Regions from separate parts of the Mus musculus genome. Here region 1 is linked to region 2. Evidence: chromatin contacts called from public Hi-C data. All regions are on one chromosome and are shown on one strand. Each heading gives the region's core, a stretch centred on a gene start, on an enhancer-like site or on the middle of the called end of the contact. The rest is flanking DNA. Distances are from core to core; before and after follow the strand shown. Region 1 has its middle 560 kb from the start of Gm25985. Region 2 has its middle 110 kb from the start of Gm25985.

Region 1 (5,357 bases), core at 389-2,888, 450 kb after region 2:
GGATTCGTCAACGGACTCGGAGTTTCATTCACCTATAAAGTATAAAACATGTTATTTTCAAGAAAGTGGATAGAACCAGAGATAATAAGAATGCTAAATTAAATAACCCAGAGTGAGAAAGACCAACACCGCATCACAACTTTTATTCATGGTGTTTATGAAATATATAAATATTTATGAATATATAGAGTATATATGTGCGGGTATGGAAGCAAAAAAAAAAAAAAAGAAATTGGAAGGATGGAATGGGAAAGGAGGCAGCAGAGGGCAACAGGAGGTCAAAATAGAGAAGAGTCCAATCCACTTGAATGGGAACGTCATGAAACCCATCGTTGCATACTATGAACACACACTAATACTGTTCAGAACAACAGTCTAGGTGTTCCTAACCTTGTCCTTCGCCTTTTACGAATGTGAGCAGTGTCTCAGGTAAGCAGACGTTCAAACCGTGGTCGCTTTGACACGCAGCTTGTGGCTCTGGGCATGCGCATGGCGAATATGCTCAAGCCTGTACTGATTTAGCCCACCCTGTGGTTTTTCTTGTCGTAGCTAAAAAGTTGCATCTAAGCAAATAATGACTTGCGTGTTGGTGAACAAGCAAGTGACATAGTGGACCTCATGCTCAGAGCAGATGTGCACTGTGTCTGTGAGAAACGTGATATTAATTTTAATTTTATTTTGTGTGGAAATATAATCATGAGGGGAAATCTACGTAAGACTACATAGCTGCAAAGGAAAAACATGTATCTATATGATAAAGTCATTAAATCTATATCACCTCTCTAAGACTTTAAAATCCATCCAATCAAACATCTCACATACAAGTGAACATACAGCCTTAGTGTACAATCTTCTTCGAACTTAAATGTTCTGTGTTCGCCATCCCTCTGAGTTTATCTATGTCGATTATCAGGCATAGTAGATAAAGGGTAGGAATGAAAACAAAGCAATGTAATAAATACATTAATATATGCATTAAATACACATTGTGCATAACATATGCATGTGTATTTATACACAAACATACAGTTATTACAGCCTTTCTTTTTTGCTTTTTTATTAGTGTCTCACAAAAGCAGTTGACAATTCTGTTCAATGTAGTCGATTCGTTTAATTCATAATTATTTATTAAAGGATTTCTAAACTTCAATGGGCCTCACTCCTTTCACCTGCTTTTATATACTGTGCCCTTTGGCTTCAAAAATAATGAATTTCTCTTTGAGATTATGTCTTTTTTGTCCCGCGTGATGCTTAGCAGATGCCACCTGTTTCAGTGGACAGGTTGTTTGTTGTCATTAAAGCGCGAGACAAGGGACAGAGCTTACAAACACAGTTGTTGGAGTGTAATTACTTAAGCTCTTTACGGAGGTGGATCATCTCAGCACAATGCTCCCAGGGACAAAGTCAGACCAACCGTCTTTTACAGCATCAGCTGCTGCACCAAGTTTGGTGCATTGCCACAGACACCAAGTCTCTTTTGTTTACCAGGTAATTAACAGTAATGATGTCTTGCTGTTTGGCTTTGTTTCAGAAACAAGCCTCCTTCTTGGCAGATTTGGGTGGACCCAGAAGCTCCTGCCCATGGCCTGACTGTCATTAAGTACCAGCAGGCAATTCTAGGCTTAATTACCTCTCTGTTTTGTTCTTTACATCGGGCAATAAACATCCAGTCTAAAGGCAATTTGTAGGCAAGAGGGGAGAAGGAAAAGGAGGGGGTAACTCCTTTCCCAGCAATACATTCATCAAATAAACTAACTTAAAAAATGTTTTGACCTTGAGTTCTTAAACATTATTGCAATTCCAACATCTTATAGGGAAAAATCATTTTAAAGAAAGTTATTCGAATAAAGCACAACCCTACAGATAGGCAGTCTGTTTATGAAATATGAGGGAATTCAATTACCCATGAATGGATGAATGGCTTTTCCCCTCTCTTTGTCTGCTCATCATTGTTACTGTGCATTTCTTCGACAAAAGATATCAAAATAAACAGAAATATCTTCAATGAACTGTGAGCCTGCAGGTAAGTGGCACATGCAAGGGAGTGTGTTTTTCTGAGATGCATTTAGCATAGGTATGATTTATTTAATAACACACTATTGAATTTTTAGCAAAAATCACACCATAAAAGAATAAATTACTGCATAATAATGAGCCAACCTCTAAATAAAGCCTCACGCAGCTTTTGACTTTTTTTCTTACAAAAATAAGACTTCATTATGAGTCTTAAATGAAATTCAAAATAATTTTAGTTAAATTGAATTGACTATATGGGAACTATGTGCCATTGATTTAGTAATTATAATTCTTGAGCCCCACTGAAGGCATCGCAAGTTCATAATATTTTGTAAGTAATTTATTTTTCAAAGTAAACATTAGCGTGCAATATTTTCTAATGTCCAACATGTACTAGAGATCTATAAACACATATTAAATGTCAAAATCCTGAAAAGATAAAGGTGATTCTATTAGTTATAATTTTGATGTTATTGCATTTTTCACTGGACAGCAGCTTCTAAACACAAATAACCCATCATTTAAACACAAGTTTGCTTTTTCATGCCTATAAATACTTAACTATGCTACCAGATAGTATACAGTTTCCTTTTCCAGTTTCTAACATATCTGAATTAAATTATAGTCCCTTATATACCTGTCGAAGAGTTTCACTACAGAGATCATAAAATGAAACAATTTTATACAATCTACAACGAACTGGAAATTAAACCTTCTATGTAAGGTTTTATATAGAAAGGTAGGGACATTAGAAAAAAATGTAATTTTTGAAATCTTTAAGCACATTTATAACACATGCATTATTATTTGTTATCGTTCTTAACTTCCTACAACATAGTAAATTGATAATGTTTACATGTTTTGTTGATGCCTTTCAGATTTCATCAGATGAATATATTGCATGAAGGATGTGTGTGGCCTTTTGTACTACTCAAGAGCAAGAAGGGTGATGGTCTGTTGGCATTTAAACATACTTTCTCATTTTGAACTATCGTTTGAAAAATAAGTTTGCACACTCTAGTTATTTACCATCTTTGTTGTGGGCGGATTGGAGCAAACTCTCCAGGCGTTTAACAGTCCTCACCATACTAAACGGTATCAGATTTACTGTTTTCGTTACTATACTACTCCAGTCATAGTGAAGCCAGTAGACACATCCATGTTCAGAAGTGTCTATTTTTCATTCATCTCCTGCAGTTTTGACTTAGCACGCCTGCATTCATTCATTCCGCTGAAAGAAGAACCATGTGAACTATACAAGAGAAAAGTGAACGGGAATGTGCAGTTCATAATAATAACTAATATGACAAATGTTCATGTGTGATAAGATATTGCCAGTCTACCAGGATTTATCTGCAGGACTCAAAACACAAGGATGCTGATTCTCATCTTCCCGAGGTTATCACTGAGGCCACGAAGACCTTTCTCATACATGAAATAAATGCAACAGTCTTAAATTGAAACTCGATGAGCATGATACCTTTCTTTGGTTCATATCAGAACTCATTATTAATCCTAATTTTATTTGTGTAAGGGAAACATTGCAATCATCATTATCAAATTGTATTCTCAGCCAGCAGAAAATCACAGATTTTAGATCTAAGACTAGAACGTTTCTGACATGAGCCATGCCATGGGCCTGGTGTAGACTGGAAATGTGTTTGAGACCTGCATCCCTTCTCACACCCCCCCTTCATTCATTTGTTATGCCTTTAACAAAGAGTGTTTTCTGTGCTTACAACCATAGCCTTTGTAAAGCAGTAAAGGATACCATTTGCAAAGTGTGACTCTCCAGTTTAGTATGCACTCATGGCAAGGAAGTTTCTAAAATCACTTCCACTGCCAGCCATCTTTTCTCGACAACAAAAGATCTCGATCTTGTGATGTTTAGTGAGTAATAACAGTGATGTTTGCTTGTTTAATTCATGCCTGTGGGAATGAGCTCTTTAGACAAAAACTTGGACATTTTGAAACTTTAGAGATACAAGGTGCTGTTAATTTGGTCAGAGAAAGCCTGTACACACCAACAGCCTTAGTCACGGAACTTTTAGTAATTTCACCTGGATTGAACATGTAAAATCGAGGGTGACTCAGAGGGCCTTTACCTCTGGTCAAGCTCTTAGGTCAGGATAAAATTATGTAACGTCATAAGGACACTGCAAAACTTTTGTTAGCAGGAAATATTGGATGACATATGAGTTTTATTTGCAGGAACGTTGTCTCTCCTTTGTGTTATGAAGGTTTCTCATTTTTTTGTTCTTCTCTCTTTTTCATGGCCAAATTCTGTTTGAATTTTCCTTACACATCACAGAAAAGAAAGGAAGTGTTAATGACAGATATGATGCGAATCGGTGTTTCCTATCTTATTTTCTCCTTATTTCTCTGGGAGCTCCGGTTCAGTCTAAACCATCCTGTAAACCCTTATTTAGCAAAAGGAGACAGGATGGGGTTTCCTCCAGGCTTTCCACACTGGAATATTGAAATAGCAGGGAAGGGCAGAAAAGCCCATAATGCTTCATTAGTTAATTGTGCAGAGTACAGCTCTTTAGGAGTAAACAAGTGAAGGACATTTGCTGAATGGCCATCCTCCTCGTCACGCATATTATGGCCTAATGATGCTAGTAATGGCGGGTGGCTCCTGGAGAGTCATCTGTCAAATTAGCACATTGAATTATTTATTGCCTCGGAGTAAAATTGTTGAAAGGTAGCAGCTGAGATGTGGTTTGTATAAATCTAAAATTCAGGGGGTGGGGGGTAGGGAGAACAGCAGAAAATTCATACAGCTGCTTGAAGGGTATACTTGCTTTTAAAAAGTTGTGTTTAATTACAATAGACTTATTGGATAAAGCACACATGTGTGTGTGTGTGTGTGTGTGTGTGTGTGTGCGTTTCAAATCTTCAATGCTATTATTTATAGTATGCTGACCAAAAGCTCACCTTACTAGTTATTTTAAGTCTCCATAACTCATTTCAACTACATCATCACTGTAAAAACCAAACAGGGCATCAGTTGTTATTCGGAGTTGTGCCCAGGCTTTAACACAGGGAGTGTGGTTCCTGATGTCCACTTCAAATCCCTGTTCATGATTTCATGAAATACTGTGCTATCTAAGATTAAAAAAGAGAGAGATAGAAAGAAATAAAAATGAAAAGAAAAGTTTGTTGTTCTGGATCCTAGTGGAAAAATCTTCAAACTGAATTCATTATAAAACAGAATAAATATGGTAAGAATAACAAATTTGAAATTTAATGCCTTAAAAGACCTTGTTGAGAGAGTGAGAGAAAGAGAAAGGAGAAAGAGAAAGAGAGAGAGAGAGAGAGAGAGAGAGAGAGAGAGAGAG
Region 2 (5,364 bases), core at 2,376-4,875:
AAAGTTAGAAGTACTAGAGGAAACTTGAGGGGAATACCTGAAGATGTGTGTGTGTGTGTGTGTGTGTGTGTGTGTGTTTGTGTGTTTTGATACAGAATCTCTCAGGGTAGTCCTGGATGTCCTGAAACTCCCTTCATCCACTTCTGGTCTTAAACTCAGAGACTCACCTCTTTCTGACTCCCAAGTGCTTAGATTAAAGGCTTGCACTACTATCTCCAGCTAGTATTTGAAAATGTAAATATAGTCAGTAACTTTCTATATGGATTGATATATGTGATGGTATTAACTTAAAAAATATACAATTCTGAACAATAAAGGAAAAAGTAGGAGAAGAAAGAATGTGCGGATTAGAAATTTCTGCCAGGTATTCATCTGACAAAAAATTAATATTATAATATATGAAGAGTTCAAAATTTACTCCATAACAAATGAGAAGATGAACAGACAATTTGCAAAAGAAGAATTACAAAATTTAAAAATAATGAAAAGTTTAAAAATCAAGGAAATTTAAACCTACACTGAGTATGTGCCTCATTAAAACATCAAGAGACTAGTCTAGTCTGTTGTACATAGTTTAGAAATGCTTTAGTCCAGAGGGGAAAAGAAATCTTACCCAGATCTTAGAGGCTTTGGTAATTTTATTCTTAATTGGAACATATCAAGTAAAGTCAATTACCAAAACTGAATTCAGAATTTAGTGGGAAAAAGAAACACATTTAGTGACAGAACACATTTCAAGGGAAGTGTACAGTAACATGGAGTTGATGTGCTATTTGTGGTAGGTGTTGGCACTTCACGAAGTCTATTCAGCAGACAAATGTGAGATGAATGTTTGAAATCACTGCCTTCATCAAAGGTTGTTCTCACATTGAGACACAGAAAGCAGCAGGCCATGTGTGGCCTTTTAAGGAACTTAGTAAAGAAGAAAACCTAAAGGAAATTTGCCACTAGCTGAAAGTCACAAACGTGGGATTCTGTGGCTAAGTGGTGGCTTCTCCTTTTCCAAGCATCTTTCTAACAGACATGGCTTCCACCACTTCCAGCGGTTCCTTCTCAAGCTTGTAGGAGACCAACAGCCTCCCCAGAGGGTAGCCAAATGGTCCATGCTGCCCTTGAGAATGGATATGCAGTGAATGAAAATATGAACGCTTAAGAAACATGGTAGGTGGGCCGGGCGGTAGCGGCGCACGCCTTTAATCCCAGAACTTGGGAGGCAGAGGCAGGCAGATTTCTGAGTTCGAGGCCAGCCTGGTCTACAAAGTGAGTTCCAGGACAGCCAGGGCTGTTCAGAGAAACCCTGTTTCCGGAAAAAGAAAGAAAGAAAGAAAGAAAGAAAGAAAGAAAGAAAGAAAGAAAGAAAGAAAGAAAGAAAGAAAGAAAAGAAAAAAGAAAGAAAGATGGGAGGCAGAGGGAGGGAGGAACCTGGGAGGGAGAGGGGAAAGGGGAACATGATCAGGTATGGAGGAGGGGGGGAGAGGGGGGAGGGCGGAAGGGGGAAGGGGGGAGGAGGAGGGGAGAGGGGAGGGGGAGGGGGAGGGGGAGGGGGGGAGGGGGAGACAGGAGGGAAGCCCTGAGGGCCAACAGAAGGAATGGAAATGTGACCTTGGGGAATGGGAGGTGTGTGTGTGTGAGTATCCTCTCAAAAGTACCTCAAAGGAAACCTGGGAGGTGAGAGAGTCTCAGGACTCAAAGAGAGGGACCTTGTGTGAAATGCCCAACAGTGGGGAGCAGAAACTCATAGAATCCACCATCAGTAGAAAAAGGGCATCAAGTGGAGGGATGGGGGAAAAAGAGAAACATTTCTCTTTTTTAAAATTAGATATTTTCTTTATTATTTACATTTCAAGTGTTATTCAATTTCCTGGTTTCCCCTCCAAACCCCATGTCTTCTCCCCCCTCCCCGCTTCTGCAACCCACTGACTCCCACTTCTTGGCCCTGGCATTCCCCTACACTAAGGCATCGAGCCTTCACAGGACCAATGTCCTCTCCTTCCATTGATGACCAACTAGTCCCTCCTCTGCTACATACGTGGCAGGAGTCATGGGTCCCTCCATGTGTACTCTTTGGTTGGTGGTTTAGTCCCTGGGAGCTCTGTGGGGTACCTGTTAGTTCATATTGTAGTTCCTCATATGGGGCTGCCAACCCCTTCAGCCCCTTGGGTACTTTCTTAGGCAAATAGATGTATCTGGAGGGTATCATCCTGAATGAGGTAACCCAATCATAAAAGAATACACATAATATGCACTCACTGATAAATGGATATTAGCCCCAAAACTTAGAATACACAAGACACAATTCACAAACCACATGAAACTCAGGAAGAAGGAAGACAAAGTGTGGATACTTTGGTCTTTTTTAGAATGGAAACAAAATACCCATGGAAGGAGTTACATAGACAAAGTATGGAGCAGAGACTGAAGGAATGACCATCCAGAGACTGCCCCACTTGGGGTTCCATTCCATAAGCAACCACCAAACCCAGACACTATGGCAGATGCCAAGAAGTGCTTGCTGATGTGAGCTTGATATAGCTGTCTCGTGAGAGGCTCTGCCAGTCCCTGACAAAATACAGAAGTGGATGCTCACAGCCATCCACTGGACTGAACACAGGGTCCCCAATGAAGGAGCTAGAGAACTATTTCTTAAGGTAAGAGCAAAACATTTATAAAAGGAATCAAGAAACAAAGGTCCCTCACCAACTTCTTGGATGTTTGGGATGTATTTGCTTTTTAATATAAAATACAAAAATGTTATGATGCTCTCGATAATTAGATTAGTACACATCACAGTGGCAGAGATCACAATGATAGTTACCCAAATGCCAGACTCATCATATAGCTGCCAGTTAGGAAGAATGTGAACCAGTATTCGAAGCCTTGACATTCACACTGTCCTGCCTCTTCCTCCAGTTATCTAAAAACCATCTTATTCAACATCCTTTTAGTAAATTTACAGAGCCTTAAGTTTGATGCTAAGTGTATTGGAATGTTGTCATATACACTGGTAATGGGCTTTTATAAAGTTTTTGATAAGGAAGTAAAAATATTAATGAGTCTAGATCTCTGTCAAGTCAGTGACTCCCAAGAGAAAGTAATACTTCTGAAGGACCATGGAATTATTCCTACGAGGTCCAGTGGCTGACCATATTTTATCTAGGCCATTCTCGTGTGTACTGCATTGTCACCTTTCTATTTGTGTGTGTTCTGTCCACTGTCTCAAGACAGGTATTATTTGTTTTCTATCTCTCCCTAGTGCAGAGTGAATTGGGAATGAGCAGACATTCTAACAGTCCCCGTGGGTAATCAGATCATACAAGTTTTACTAATAGATTATTTTTTTTCATAAATTTAACCCTGTTGGTTGTCAACATGTTACTGTCTCCAAACCATTCTGTAGGCATTCTTCTGTTTCTGAGAGCTTGAATGTAGATAGGGACATTTAGAGTTGACTGCACTACATGCTTATGTATCTGTGTTATTCCGGTGCTATTCTTAGCCGAAGGAGTTAATGACATAATTCACGAAGAGAGCCTCGTGGGATTTGACAGCAGCAAGAAGCAGTGGTGTGCTAATTTGGTCATTGTACATATCGCAGCTTGGCATCTCAGTTTCAGCCATAGCCAAAGTGTTAAGTCATGCATGCAGATGTCAAAGACATAACCTCAGGGGCTCTTTCAGGCTGTGAAGACTATTATACCAAGTGCATTTTGATGCCGAGAGGTTCACTCCTCAGTCAGCAGCTAATTTGTACAGCTTGTGGCCAAGGGTGTCTGTAGGAACAGACACAGTTTCTACAGTTAGGCTTTCAAATTGGGGTGTTGGTTTCTAGTCACAACTTACGATATTTTAGAGTCTAAAATGACACTTTGCTTGTATCATATACACACGTGTGCATATAGTGTGTCTGGAGACATACTTTTCGTAGATGTAGACTTATATTTATTGAGATATGATCATACATCTAAAACATACATGAATGAAAGTCTACATTTTAAAAATCAGCTTTCAGGTTGAGTAGATAGGTCCATAGGTTAAACAATTGCCATGCAATTCTGAAGACCTGAGTTTGGATCCCCAGAAACCACAGGAAGCCCCACTTCTGCAGCAGTGTACGTCTGCACCTCAGCACTGGTAAGGTGAAGTGTCAGGCAGAGACAGGAGATGCCACAGCAGCTTGTGGGCTAGCCCGTGTGATACGCACAGTGATGAGTGAGAGTTCGTGTCTCAGACCACGTGGAAAGCGCCAAGACCTTAGATTATCCTCTGACTTCAGCACTGAGAAGACGTGGGACACACAGACCCGTAAGCAAGACACTCTTTGTGAATGATTCCTTGAGTGCAGTGTCACTTGATATATCAGTCACACTCCAGCCTTATGTCCAGGATTAATTGGACAATACAAAATGGACTCCAATTATGGGAGGGCTGTTCTATATCATCTTATTAGTGTTGGTACTTTGTCTTACTGCCTTCATGTGTTTGTTTTGATTTTCATTTTGTATTCAGACAGATTTGAAGAAGCAGGTGAGGACACCTTCGTGAGGTGGGGAAGAGCTGGGAGAATTGGGGAAGGAGAAAGAATGGGATCGAAGTATGTGGTATGAAAAGATTATGAGCAAGAAGGTTGTCCTACAACTTTCGCATGTGCATGGACACACACTCAAAGAGAAAAATGAGCTTATTTTAAATTATGAAGATGGATTAAATTTATGTTTGCTATAATACAGAGTGCTGCTTTCATTTAAAAATGAAATCATATTTTGCCTAATCAGGAAGCTTTGCCATGATGGTCAAAGTGTTTTATTTTATTTTACCATTCAAAGTAGCAAGTCCACTTACGGCATTTTCAAACATATTTGGTTTTGGTTGGTCCCTTTACTTCCCACAAAGTGCTTTTAATGTTAAAATATTAAGAAGAGCTCAGGGTTTAAAAAACATAATTTTAAAAGTTTTTTTTATAAACAATGTATATTTCTAACATGAATTACTTAAAATTCAAATCTTTTTTTTCCATTTTTATTAGGTATTTAGCTCATGTACATTTCCAATGCTATACCAAAAGTCCCCCATACCCACCCATCCCCGCTCCCCTACCCACCCACTCCCCCTTTTTGGCCCTGGCGTTCCCCTGTACTGGGGCATATAAAGTTTGCGTGTCCAATGGGACTCTCTTTCCAGTGATGGCCGACTAGGCCATCTTTTGATACATACGCAGCTAGAGACAAGAGCTCCGGGGTACTGGTTAGTTCATAATGTTGTTCCACCTATAGGGTTGCAGATCCCTTTAGCTCCTTGGGTTCTTTCTCTAGCTCCTCCATTGGGAGCCCTGTGATCCATCCATTAGCTGACTGTGAGCATCCACTT

What was found. Hi-C and Micro-C count contacts between places; a contact is called where the count stands out from the background.
Region 1: a Hi-C map of the N1E-115 cell line shows a contact between it and region 2, with 4 times the contacts expected there. The contact joins two enhancer-like sites. A contact is called at or near these places in 9 of 484 Hi-C or Micro-C datasets (the N1E-115 cell line, adipose-derived mesenchymal stem cells, cortical neurons and 6 more) and 1 of 9 other capture datasets (embryonic trunk).

What each region holds. Positions count from the first base shown.
Region 1 is chr13:115,672,428-115,677,784 of GRCm38.p6, forward strand. No RefSeq gene overlaps it. Among named protein-coding and RNA genes, the nearest start is that of Gm25985, 560 kb to the left of the region's middle. Within about 2 kb of position 1,639, at least 10 of the 459 cell types and tissues checked have an H3K27ac peak or open chromatin away from gene starts, as enhancers often do. A contact at or near this core is called in the N1E-115 cell line, where this site is marked.
Region 2 is chr13:115,223,441-115,228,804 of GRCm38.p6, forward strand. No RefSeq gene overlaps it. Among named protein-coding and RNA genes, the nearest start is that of Gm25985, 110 kb to the left of the region's middle. Within about 2 kb of position 3,626, at least 10 of the 459 cell types and tissues checked have an H3K27ac peak or open chromatin away from gene starts, as enhancers often do. A contact at or near this core is called in the N1E-115 cell line, where this site is marked.